Linked DNA regions of Rattus norvegicus: all the other regions are linked to region 3. Evidence: chromatin contacts called from public Hi-C data. All regions are on one chromosome and are shown on one strand. The core of a region is the stretch at or near the end of the contact, and the rest is flanking DNA. Distances in the headings are between cores, read along the strand shown.

The links. Hi-C and Micro-C count contacts between places; a contact is called where the count stands out from the background.
Region 1: a contact with region 3 is called in a Hi-C map of frontal cortex, with 2.2 times the contacts expected there. The contact joins the enhancer-like site here to the promoter of Setbp1 in region 3. A contact is called at or near these places in 4 of 12 Hi-C or Micro-C datasets (the Rat2 cell line, frontal cortex, hepatocytes and 1 more).
Region 2: a contact with region 3 is called in a Hi-C map of frontal cortex, with 2.1 times the contacts expected there. The contact joins the enhancer-like site here to the promoter of Setbp1 in region 3. A contact is called at or near these places in 2 of 12 Hi-C or Micro-C datasets (frontal cortex and liver) and 1 of 1 datasets of contacts at active chromatin or transcription factors (oligodendrocytes).

What each region holds. Positions count from the first base shown.
Region 1 is chr18:74,461,852-74,465,846 of GRCr8, reverse strand. Setbp1 (SET binding protein 1) reads left to right here. Exons shown (of 6, transcript NM_001427626.1): 6 at 1-231. Among named protein-coding and RNA genes, the nearest start is that of Slc14a2, 150 kb to the right of the region's middle. Within about 2 kb of position 2,681, at least 4 of the 93 cell types and tissues checked have an H3K27ac peak or open chromatin away from gene starts, as enhancers often do.
Region 2 is chr18:74,519,644-74,523,979 of GRCr8, reverse strand. All of the region lies in intron 4 of Setbp1 (SET binding protein 1), which reads left to right. Among named protein-coding and RNA genes, the nearest start is that of Slc14a2, 210 kb to the right of the region's middle. Within about 2 kb of position 2,984, at least 13 of the 93 cell types and tissues checked have an H3K27ac peak or open chromatin away from gene starts, as enhancers often do.
Region 3 is chr18:74,825,811-74,829,972 of GRCr8, reverse strand. It overlaps Setbp1 (SET binding protein 1), which reads left to right and starts at 2,518. Exons shown (of 6, transcript NM_001427626.1): 1 at 2,518-3,777. LOC120098177 (serine/arginine repetitive matrix protein 5-like) reads right to left here. Exons shown (of 5, transcript XM_039097295.1): 5 at 3,465-4,162. The coding sequence ends at 3,465.

The sequences.
Region 1 (3,995 bases), core at 1,432-3,931, 360 kb after region 3:
GGACTTGCTGTCATTTGAGGCGTAGCGACATCTGGCATGCTTTACTGTCATGCTCTCCCATGGTCTTAGATGTTGGGTTTTAAACATTTTTTTTTTCTAAAAGAAAGTTCAGTCTCTTTCGCTACCAGATCAGGTTAGCACAGTACAGAGCACTTAACTATTAAAAAAAAAAGTTGATCCTATTCATATGTTATTCATTGTGTGAAATTAAAGACATTCAATTCCGTCTAACATGAGTTGTGAATTTCTTTTCTTTTCTTTCCCATCTGGTTCACATCAGTAGGCAGTTTAATAGCATCTGAGGGTCTCTTCTCACACCAAGTGGATACCCAATCATTGACAAAATCTTAACCCAAGTTCTGTCTCTGGGAAGTACACTGAAGACAAAATTTGAGTCCAATTTGCGGGGTTTATGTTCAGAAAATATTTTCCTCCCTGGATATACTGCAAAGGTTGATTCGGACTAGTGGAGATTTCGTCCTAACAGCCAATCTCACTATGCTGGAGACCTGGCTTAGCCTAAGGTTTTACCAAAATCATATGGATGGGAATGAAGCTCCCATCCCAGATTTTCTGTGGTTTCATTCATACTCCTGAAGAAAGAGTTCCTGTCTGGATGCCAAGTGCTACTTCAACGATAGGAGAAAAGGCCTTTGTAATAAATGCCAGTTACTGCTCACCTACCATTGCCTACCTACACTGTGTACCTTTGCGTCTGAACGAACGTGCGTGCCTTCCATTGAACCAACAAACTAGCTCTTCTAAGCAATATGAAGATGGGGGAAAGGAAGAAAGAGTCACAGGGAAAAACATGCGCACACATTTTTTTCAGTTCCCTCCTTTCCTGTCCTAAATTTTACTTTGTATTTGGAAAACTGTCAAGTGCAGTCTGTACTTTCTTCTAGTTTATAACAATACACATAGGATGTGGTTTTTTCCCTTCTTTCTCTAGTCTTCCAAGACTGCATGTCCCAAAGCCAACACGACATACACGACAGAAAGGTTATGAGCCTACCCTTTTTCCTCCATAACCTCCCCAGTCTCTCTGACATTTATTGTGGCTTGTGGTATTTTAAGCAGCCACAGAAAGTAATAGTGGTCAGGTGGGATGAGTAGAAGCTTCCAGAGGCCGATCCACGGTGGAGGAACAACGTCAAGGACCCAGGACTCAGAAAATCCCAGTCAGTTCTTCCTCTTCTCTATAGTCTGTCTTGGATTAAACAGAGAAACTATAATCTTTCTAATTCCAGTTCACAGGTTGATACTTCCAAAATCAGTAAGGATGTATAAGTGTCTCCATAATGTCTTCTTAAGGGCTTCTCACACAGGAGTAAAGTCTGCCCTTGTCTCAAGTCCAGGGTTTTCATTCAGCCAACAGCGTGTTCGCAGTCATTCTCAAGAGAGGAGCAAATGTCTGTACCTGTGTTGTTATGAATGAATCTCTCTACAAATAGATAAGTGGAAGCAATAAATGTCTCATAACTTTGCTACAAGTCTTTTTTCCTTCAGTTAACTTACTACTCTATTCCACCAGCCAAGTCAATTCTGAGTCCAGAGCCACGGGATTGTTTCTCCATCCCTGGGAGAAGTTAGGTTCCCAGAAGGACTCAGTCCTCTCTATTTTTCTAGTCTCTGGGCATTTTTAACTTAAAATCCAGAAGGAACATAGATGGGGGCTTTGTCTGGGGGTGGTGTTTCTGATCTTTTACTTGTCTGTTTTGAGATGGTGTCTCATTGCGCAACCTGAGTCAACTTCAGCCTCTGAACAATCATCCTGCCTCCGCCACAGAAGCGCTGTGATTACAGTGGACACCATCACAACCACATGAAGAACATAGTTTTTGGGTTTTTTTTTTTCTCCTGTGCCTTCAAAGTCAGATATGTACTCTGAAAGGATGTGTACGAACCACCCTATCTACCTGTATGAGGGTGTTAAGAGACAGAGATGTCGGAAACAGTTCCCACCTTGAAGACCCATCTGGGATGAGGTGGAGAGCCGGGTAGTTTGATTTGCAGAGCTGAAGGATGGCCGGGAATAGGCTCTTTTTAGGTCAGTTGAGATAACCAGTGGGCGTGGCGGGTGGGGAAGGGAAGGGATCCCACACAGAGCTGTGCATCTCCATCGATAGTGCCAACCCTGATTTTTGTGGGAAATGCCAATATCCAGATTTCCAGTTCTTTTTTGTCAGATTTCTAGTTCGCATAAAACTGTGGCAATATACTTTCTTGTCATGAAAGCTTTTAATTTCTAAGATGAAATTAGAGAAAAAAAAATCAAGTTCCAAAGTGTTATTCACATTCACATATGGTAAAGCTGGGATGCACTGAATGAGAAATGTTAAAATCTCCAAACAGAAAGCACACACATTCTCTTATTAAGCTTGATATTTTAAAAATAACTAATTAGCTTCCTTTCAGTAGACAATGCATTGGAGAAAGAGTCCTGAGGCCTAGGATATATTTTGGCTTTGTCACTGAAGAATTCTATCCCTGGGAGTAAAATGTCGTGAAGCTATCCCACACCTGCTCTATAAAGAGGGAACTGGAACACTGTGAGGTCCACAGCATCCTTAGATGTGGGGCATCTTGTCACCTTTATGCCTTCTCTATAAACCCTGCCCTTGGTTCTCAACTCCATGCTTCACTATTCGTGAAGCAAGTGGCATTCTGAGTTGTGGCCTCAGCAGCAGATCTCGTTCCAAAACACTGACGGTTAGGAAGACATTGTGCAGCTCTATAGTCAAGCCCATACACCCTCCCTTTTCGCCTGCCTCCCTCTCTTCCCTTGATAGCGCAGTGCCAGGTACCAACCTCATAAAGATGAGTAAGAAAAGCCCACCCCTCATTTAGGTTTCTTGTTTGGGTTTTCATTGTGTTGATATCCTCCTGTCTCAGCCTCCACAGCAAGAAAACTACAAACCTGCACGACTGGAATCTATTCAAGCTACCCTACCTAGATAATGATTATTCCCGCCCCATTATCTGCCTCTCCAAAGTCTAATTATCTTTATGGCTTTATTCAAACTTCAGTTCCTCTCAGAGGTCTTGTGACCTCAACCCACAATCATTGCTTCTTGTACCACTCACCTGCTAACTGGCCTCATTCATTCCCGAGACGGTGGTGTATAATTATCAGTCAGTGGCTGCCAGGTGAAGTTAGAGGCTGCTCTCTGTACAAGGGAACCTCACTGAAAAGACAATGGCTGGGAGATGAAACCCAGCTGAGATTCTCCTCACCAAGCTGGATGCCTTGGTGGGATATCTGCTTCAAAACACATTCTGTTTATCAGTCTCACATAAGTAACAGACACAAAGGGAAAGGAATGAGAGAGAGAGAGAGAGAGAGAGAGAGAGAGAGAGAGAGAGAGAGAGAGAGAGAGAAGCAGAGAGAGAGAGAGAGAGAGAGAGAGAGAGAGAGAGAGAGAGGCAGAGATGAGATGCAGACACACCCAGGAAGCGAATCTAATATAGAGTCTTAAAAAATATGGTCAAGTTCTTCTACCTTTTCTGCCTTCTCAAATCTTGCATGTTGCTTTGCTTCTGACACTTCTAGTTTTAATCTAACACACACACACACACACACACACACACATTCACATTCACATATGCACACACAAACACACTCTCACACACACACATTCACATACACATACACACAAATACATATACCACAAACACATACATACATACATACTCACATACACACACAAAAACAAACATTCAAATAAACGCACATATACATACATTCACATACATAAGCACACACACAATACACACAATTACATACATACAAAAACACATACACATTCAAAATTATAGACACATATACACACAGAAATTTCACTCAGCAATAATGTGAATTCTAAATACCCCTGAATCTATTCTCGAACTAAGCAACTGGCATAGCACTTTGTCAGGAAAGATGGGACAAAAACATAGACAATAGTGAGGTTTGGTAGCATATCCCTGCTAATAATATTCACTCAGTTATTTAA
Region 2 (4,336 bases), core at 1,735-4,234, 310 kb after region 3:
CTTTTAACTTTCATCCACTCCTAACTGCTCTACACTTGATAACACATAAGTGACCAAGAGAACTCTGATTGCCTCAGCCACATAGGCCTCTTGATAGAGCCACAGTTCCTAGACTCGGACTGCCTAAGAGCATCTGTCCATGCCTTACGTTGTGTCAGTCACCAGCAATCCCACCGATGGTAGAGGTCTGAAGCTCTGATCACGTTGGCTTGTCCACCAGGCTTCTCCCATTCTCTTGCTTCATTTGCTCTTGGCAAAATACCTGCGGTGTCCAAGACACTTGGGAATACTCAGATTCGTTTAAACAACTTGCTGTCTTCTCAGGGTCTGCCGTAATTCAGTAATTTCTTCTCTTTCATTCGACAAGCAAATGATATTTGGCAGAAAACGTTTCTTTCACAATTCCAAGACAGTACTATGAAATGAACATCGAGTTTAGGGACTGAAATTCCCCCAAGGTGGGAGGAATAGAGAGATCCAATGACGGCTGCACAGCTGAAGCCAGAAAGTAGGGTGAAGCTATTGTCAAGGCAACCTAGGGCAATCTCTCAGAAACCACTGAACTTTACAGGGTCCCGAGCAAGCAGGGGAGGATTAAGGCTTAAAGGTGTCGACTTCAGTTCCACAGACTCCAGTTAACTCCAGGTTTTAGTCACTGGCTTCTGAGTCTTCTTCCCCTAGCTCTTACTCTCCATAAAACAGCAAATGACTGGCCACACAGATGAATTGAGGCACATCCATCCTCCTCATGAAAAGAAGTCAAGTCTGTCTTCCTATGTCACATGTAAAGAAACCAGGTTAACTGAGGCAGCAGTGATAGGCTCCTCTAGATTAGAACACATTATTAAATACGCTCTTGGCTTACCCGGAAAACTTGGTTCAGCTTCCTGTTAACATCTGGGCTAATAGCTACTTAGTTAATTTCCCCCTGGCATATACTTAAGGGACAAACACAGAGGGACTTCAACCTCTGCTTCTTTGCTTGGACTCTAGCTTCTAGTGTTTAAAATAAAAATATAATTTAGTCTGTCTCAGTTTTCTCCTCTTTAAAGTGGGAATGAATGTAAGGTCCCAGAAATTGGATCATGGTAAATGTGAAATGGATCATGGATATATGTAAGTGATTTGATCTGGTCTCTGGTCCTGGGCAACAAGTATCTCAATAGGATCTAGAACTCCAGGGCTAGAAGGGAAAGGCACAGGCAGGTAGCATAAGTCTCCACATGCTCCTTAGGTTCCAGGTCACGTAGAGTACAGAGCAGTGTCTTTGAACATGGACAGAGCAGAAAAGGAGGAATTGTGTTTGCCACAACACTGAGGAGGCAGCAGACTGGACAGCTGCTGCTTGGCCATCTTTTCAACTTCGCTCTTGGGATTCTGATCAATGGTTCCCAGGTCCCGTGTCAGGTCGTCTCATTCTGGCCCTGACTCAGACCTGTGCTTCCAGATTTATGGATTCGCTGCTGATAACTGAGCTGAATTTATCTTTGCTGATCTCATCATGGAAGCTTTCCCTATGAACTGAATACCAGTTAATATGAGCAGATGCCTGTGCTCCTGCCTTCCCAAGGGCTTTGACTGTGACACAGATGCACTTGATCTTCTTGGGTGGCCATGAACGTGGCTGGGACAGCCCAGCCATGCACCATGCTTTCGGTGTCTGTCGAAAGACCAGAGAGCTTTTGAAAATGTAGAGATACGCTTTTTTTAATAATAATAAAGAGGGTGTATTGTGCTAATCTGTCTTTATCGACATCTCACACCAACCAGTCAGTGTATGAAGAAAGGCAGTACACAAGGTGGTTGGTGGCAGAACGATGCTAGGACAACAAATGGGTTGAACAGAGAAAACTAGAAACTGAACATTACAGATCCATGTCCACAAGGCGTATCTTTAACAGGCAGGAGTAGAGAACGTGCTATTTGGGGTGAAGATATTACATTCTTGACTCGGGAGCTTTTATATGACACATTAATTCCTCCTAATTACCATCCGAGAAGCATTATTAGTATTTTGTACTTAAAGAAACTGAGCCCCCCCCCCCCCAAATTCCCAGTTTCCCAGCTCTGACTCCTTTAGGCAAGCAAGCCCTCTGGGGCTTACTGAAGGCTCTCGATAGTGACAGAAGGACTGCAGCCCAGTTGTAGCACTGATGGCCAGCTAGTTTCATTTGCTTCAGTAATTAGCCTGAGCTCCTGGTGAGCCTCATAGGAACTGGACTGGTGGGCATGAGGTGTGTGTGTGTGTGTGTGTGTGTGTGTGTGTGTGTGTGTGTGTGTGTGTGTGTGTGTGTGTGTGTGTGTGTGTGTGTAGGGGGGATTATCTCTTATATACTATTTTAGGAAAACCTGTAATTGAATCTAATTTCTGCAGCTGCTGTGGTGAAGCAGAATTGCAGGCACAGTGTCAGGGAGAAATTGCTCCCAACGAGCAGGGTGGGAGAAACCAGGAAACCATTGGGAAACCTAGGGCAGAGAGCAGAGGCCCTACCTCACCTGAGGCTAAGGCCAAGGCTGAGCACAGAGGGAAGGGGGTGGGAGAGTAGGGCTTCCTCTGGTCACCCACAAAGAGCTAGCAGCCCTGAGTCGCTGCAGCAGCAGACCCTTTGGTGTCTCCATTCTCTTTCCACCACGGCTTGTAAGTATTAGCCTGATGCTGTTTACCTCTTCTCCCAATCTCTCCGAGGAATATGATTCACACGTTTTCAGATTTATTTGAACAAAATGCAATAAATATGCTGCTTCAATTTTAACTGCTGGCCTGTTGCCAGGGTTTTTAATGAATCTGGCCTGCGCCGCTGAACTGTTCGAAGATCTCCAGGGCTCTGGGCACTGCAAGATTATACACGGTGGTTTGCACACACGTACGCATGGACACACACACACACACACACACACACACACACACACACCTCTCACCACCACCCCCTAACTCCTTCCTATTCCCTGAGGGCCAGTGACTCACAGTCAACTGCAGGATTTTTTAGAGCCAACTCTAGTTAAAATTAGCTGGAGTCTTTATTGTTCAAGGAGAGGAAGATCCCTTGTCCTCTTTCATGACTGCATGGAAATGACATCGTTTAACAACCACTACCTCCACCACCCCACCCGCCTTTGGACTCCTATACCAACCCCTCTTTTCCCTCCTTCTTTGTTTTCTTGCTAATGGTCAGTAGAGCAGACCCAGCCTGTGGGGACTTCCGTATAAAAACAGCTGGCTATGGGGATTTAATGTGGAGATAAAAGGATCCTGAATTGATTTTCACCCACCAAATAGCATGTGCTATGGACTTTTGAGAGGCACAGGAAGGATGAGGGTATCACACCGTTCCCCGGATCATAGGAGAAAAGAACACACAAGGCCAACAGCAGACTGGGATGCCTCTCCCAGATCTTCTGGGAAATGTGTCCTGTATGGAGAGGAAGAACAGAATCTGCAAACTCTGTCTCTCCTCTGGGTGGCCCCTACTTCTTAACTCAGCAACGTATTTCTGAGGATCCAGGGTCTCAGGGCTGAAGGTAATATTACTACACTGACACTATGGTGGCCTCTCAGAACCTTGGCCTTGTGACACTGAACAGCATGGACTCAGAGGTCCCTACCACTTGATGTTCTGTTATCCTAATGTCTGGGCCAGGGAACTCCAGCGTTTCCAAGTCACCATGCTTCACCCTGGTGGTATTTCTGAATTAATGGCTTTCACAGCTAAACTCTCCTCAGTTTTTCATTTTGCTGAAATGAGAAAAGAAAGTAGTCTCTAGCACCGCCACCCTTCTTTTTGTCCTGCTCTGACTGCTGAAATCATAACGCACCACATCGTCTCCTGTTTAATACTCTTCGATTGCAACCTATTCTGTATATAGTGTGGAAAATGTACCATCTTGCGGCAGCTTCCAACAGTGGCGTCCGTGGTGCGGTTTTGGGTCCAATAAGTTGCTGTTTCTATACCCTTGTCAAACGTTGCTGTCATTTAGTGAGACATGCGTTTGTTGGGTATGTGATTGCTTCGGATGAGACACATGTACAGTACGGCCACAGACTCTTCTTCAATTAATAATTATCTTACCAGGAAGTCAAAATTTCAGTGAAGCATAATAATGTTAATAACAATATACCTCCTAGGGGCCAAGTGGTGTGCTAAATACTTAATGGACTTTCCCACCCTTCATTTAAGCCTTACATCAAAATTTCTGTGATCTCTCTGTTCAGTCTTGATTTTCACAGATAAAGAAACTAAGGCGGGGGTGGGGAGGTGGCTCAGTGGTTAAGAGTGCTCATTGGCTGCTTTTCCAGAAGTCATGAGTTCAATTCCCAGCAACCACCTGATGGCTCACA
Region 3 (4,162 bases), core at 1,269-3,768:
ACGGTGGGAGCTGTTCTTTCAATTTTGAACTAGATTTCAAATTTACACATATGAAATAAGTTCCCAAGTGCTGTGGGATGCGATCATCCCATATGTCCTTGCATCATTCCCACATAGACTCTTGGGTAAGGGCTACCTCAGTGTGACTGTTTTCTAGGATGAGTACCCAGGTGCCCAGAGCATAAACAACAGCCCAGGTGACTACATGGTGGTGTCAGAGGGAGAGAGAGCCTCACTTACGTTTTCTAACAAGGTCCATGCAAGGTAAAACTCAGTCCTCATGAATTTTACATTTTGTTGAGAAGATACATGAGAGAGAGAGAGAAAGAGAGAGAGAGAGAGAGAGAGAGAGAGAGAGAGGTGTTCAACAGAAGAGAAGAAATATGTATGTTAAATGCACAAAAACAGTAAGTTTGCAGCAGTGTTAAAGAGACATGACCCCTGCTCGTCTCTTCTGCATCTGTGTACTGTACGCCCTGTAAGGATCTCATCTCTGGTCTGCCTGTACTGAGTTGTGCAGAGGAATTAATGAGCCAATGGTTCCCTCTCAGCTGTGCAGTCTATGAGAGGGTTGGTGCTGTGGCCCGCCTGCACCTCTAGCTGCATCCATGGTTTCAGCGCCTCCTCTACACTACACAGTAGCTTATTGACCACACGATGCTGAAAATTAAGATGTGTAAGTGTAAAAGGCACATGCCTTGTGCGTTCTCATCTGCTGCTCGATCACCCTCTCTCAATCCTGCACATCACTGTTTGCCCGTTGACTGCTCCGTCGGCCTGAGACTTGCTCCCCTAGGCTTTAGTGCGGAGGCCATCCAAAGGTGACCTATTACGGAAGTAGATGAGGGGAGGTGTCAGGACATTCAGCTAGTATTTGGGGAAAGTTCTATGAGAACAAGAGCTCGACAACCCAGGAAAGTGGTTCGGTTTCAATGACTCCTCCATTATTCCATTTGCATAGCATTATTTTCATAAGGTGATACACCAGCATAAATTAAAACGTGTGAAGAGACTGTGAAAGTTTCTCTACATAGATAAGACAAAGGAAGAATGTCCCTTCTTGCCTTCTTCCCTTCTTTCTCTTCTCATAACTAAAGACAGGCTTTTAAGAAACCCTCAGTGAGAAGACAAGGGACATAGGGTCCATTCGTGACTTTAATTCTACGGCTTGGGCTAGTCTACCGTTTCCTCAACATTGTGCTGACGGAAGTCCACTAGGTATTCTCCCAGGTGAACACCATCTCTGCACTCATTTATACTTAACGAGCTATTGTAGTGGATTTTGGAAGAAGGAACAGGTTTCTTCTATTTGCTTTCAAAGCGAGGAGTCACGGGATGGAAAAGAAGACCCTGTACACAAACCAGGAAGCGTGCTCCCCTCCCCCTTCTGATTATGACATCTGCCAGCCATATAGGGTGGGAAAGCCATTCCTATTTCTGAGTGGCCTTCTCCTTTGAGAAGGGACGGGAAACCTACTGGATGCTACTACTGACTTAGATTCTGTTCTGTTTAGGTCTAGGATTCAGAAGTCTGGGAGCACAAGCTCACGGCCATTTGATCCAAAGTACGTTTGGTTTTGACCTTGCTTCTGTGCCTTGGTTTCTGTCTCCTTTAGCAGTCTATCCACCCTACTCTTTTTTTTTTATAATTAAAGATTATAAAAAAATAATTAATAATAACGTCCCAATATGAACGAAGATAAAAGACCTGTTGAAATGCTACCCTGAAGTCTTTCAGTGACAGCTTTGGGAAAAGTTCGTGTCCAAACAGAGCCGTTCTCTGAGAAGTAGACCACGGTGAAACCAATTTGATTCACTTTGGAAACTCCAGGTAAAAGGGTAGCCTGAGCGTAGTTCTGTGGTAGCATTCATACTATCAACTAACGCAGGACCGTAGTAGCTGGTAGGCTTGGTGAAAGGAAGCCCTCTTGCTCACCTCTGGGTCATTCCATTCGTCAGTCCAAACGACCCCAAACTCTTAGAAAACATGAGATCCAGGAACCCTCTCAAAACTCCCATTTTACTGGAGGTTTAAAAGAGATCCATTGTAGGTGCCCCCCAAAACCATCACATTCACCTCATTTTGTCACAGGGCATCGATAGAAACCTGAGGGGTTTCATTGCTCAGTTGTCCTGGAAAGACCCTTGTAACCCAAATACAGATTCTCAGAGGGATTTGAAACAGCGCCGTATTTTATTTTATTTTATTTTATTTTGTCAGAAAGGAAGACGTTGCTCTCATGTTGTTCACTTCTGCCACCCTGTATGTCAATGTGCATTTGTCATCCCTGTCTGGTCCTTGCCTTCATCAAGGGTCCGGTTCTACTGAATAATGAGAGATGCTGGTGAACGTCTGAATGCAAACAAGTAGCTTAACAAAAAATATAAATCTCTGGAAGTGAAATGTAATTACCAGGTTTAAAAAAAAAAAAAAAAAGAGCACCCATTTAGGAGAGCCTATCACGTCTCGCGTCTCTTCACGCAGCTAGCTCCCCCCAACACTGCTCCTGTTGTGTCAGATAGTGGCAGTGTTGAGCCCGGGAACCGGCGCCCAGCCCGCGGCGGTCCCCGCGGCCGCACAGTCTCCGCGGCAGACTCCGACTCGCTGGAGCTACTGGGCCGCGAGGGCACTGGGGAGCGGGAGGGGCTCCGGAGCGGCGAGGGGTCCCCGATCCGCGTCCCCGAACTGTTTTCCTTTCCCCTCCGGCAAGAACCCAGATCCCTTCAATTGACCGAAATCTACCCAGGGGGGCGGTGGAGGGACAGAGAGGTCGTCGGCCGCTCACTGGCTGCGCCTCCTTGGGCTCCGGCTGGGGAGCGGCCCGGGCTCGCGGGGCGAGCAGTGTGGGCTCTCGCGCCCCCTCCGAGAGAGATCGCGGGGTGGCAGTCCCCGTCGGCTCCGCCGCGCGGCCGCTTCAATCCTCCCCCTCCCCCGCGCACGCCCTCCCCCTTCCTTTCAGTAGGACTCCGGGACTCCGGAGAGGGCGCGGGAGGCAGGCACACGGGCCCGACCCCACTCCAGCGCTCGCCGGGGACGCGGGCGGGCGGCGAGGGGACGCGGAGGGGGCGCGGGGCGGGCGCGGCCATAGAGCGGCGGCGGCGGCGGCGGCGGCGGCAGTAGCGACCGCGGGCGGACCAGCGGCGGCAGGGCCGGCGGGCGCCGGGAACCGAACTGCACAGCTCAGCAAAAGCGCCCCAGCCCTCGGCGCGCCGCCTCCTGCGAGCCCAGCCGGGCAACATTTTGTAACCCTCCAATCCATCCTTTGGAGAAAAGGGAAAAAATAGCATTGAACGGAGAGATGGGGAAATCTAAATAATATATATGTACATATGCATATTTATGTATATGTACATATATGTATATTATATTTGGTTCCTGCTAAAATTAGCCGGGCTCGCCGCGCGCCTGTGTGCGAGTGTGTGCGAGTGTGTGTGCGTGCGGGCGGGCGTGTGTGTGAATGTGATTACTCCAGGACTCCTCGGGCTCCGGAGACGCCATTTTCCCCCTTGATATCTCTCTCCGTAAATCGGTGGCGCGGCGGAGGCGGCCGCGGCAGGCGGGAAGCGCGGGGCTGGCCGGGGCGCTCGCCGCCGCCTGCGCGCCCGGGGGCCCCGGCGCCCCCCGAGCGAGGGCGGCCCGCCCCGCGCGTCGCCGTTTGACAGATGCTCGTCGCTATGGAGTTGCCGCAGCAGCACCTTTGGGGGCTCGGACGAGCGACCGGAGGCGGAATCTGAGCGAGCGCCCGGGCCAGCGGAGCCGGAGCCGCCGGGACATGGGTGAGCGAGCGCGGCGACCTTGGCGCGGGAGCTGGGGCGCCTAGCCTCCCGCCGCGCCGCGGGCCCAGCGCGCCCGGGGCCGGGGGCGGTGTGTGCCATGCATGCAAAAGTTCACGTCGCCTTGCCGGGGCTTTGACTTTGCACTGGGCTGGAGTAGGGGTGGGGGGGACCCGGCCAAGGGGGCGGGATGCAGGTCCCCGCGAAGCTGCGCGGGGATGGGCGCGATTCCGCCGGCTGGTGGGTCGCCAGTGGTGCTGACTTAACTGGAGTAGCCCGTTGGTGGCGGTGATGGTGGTAGCATGGGGCTTGGAGGGCTGGGAGCTTATTGAGTTTCGGCTAATCTGATCCCCTCCCCACCCCCTCCTTCTACACCCTCCCTTGGTCC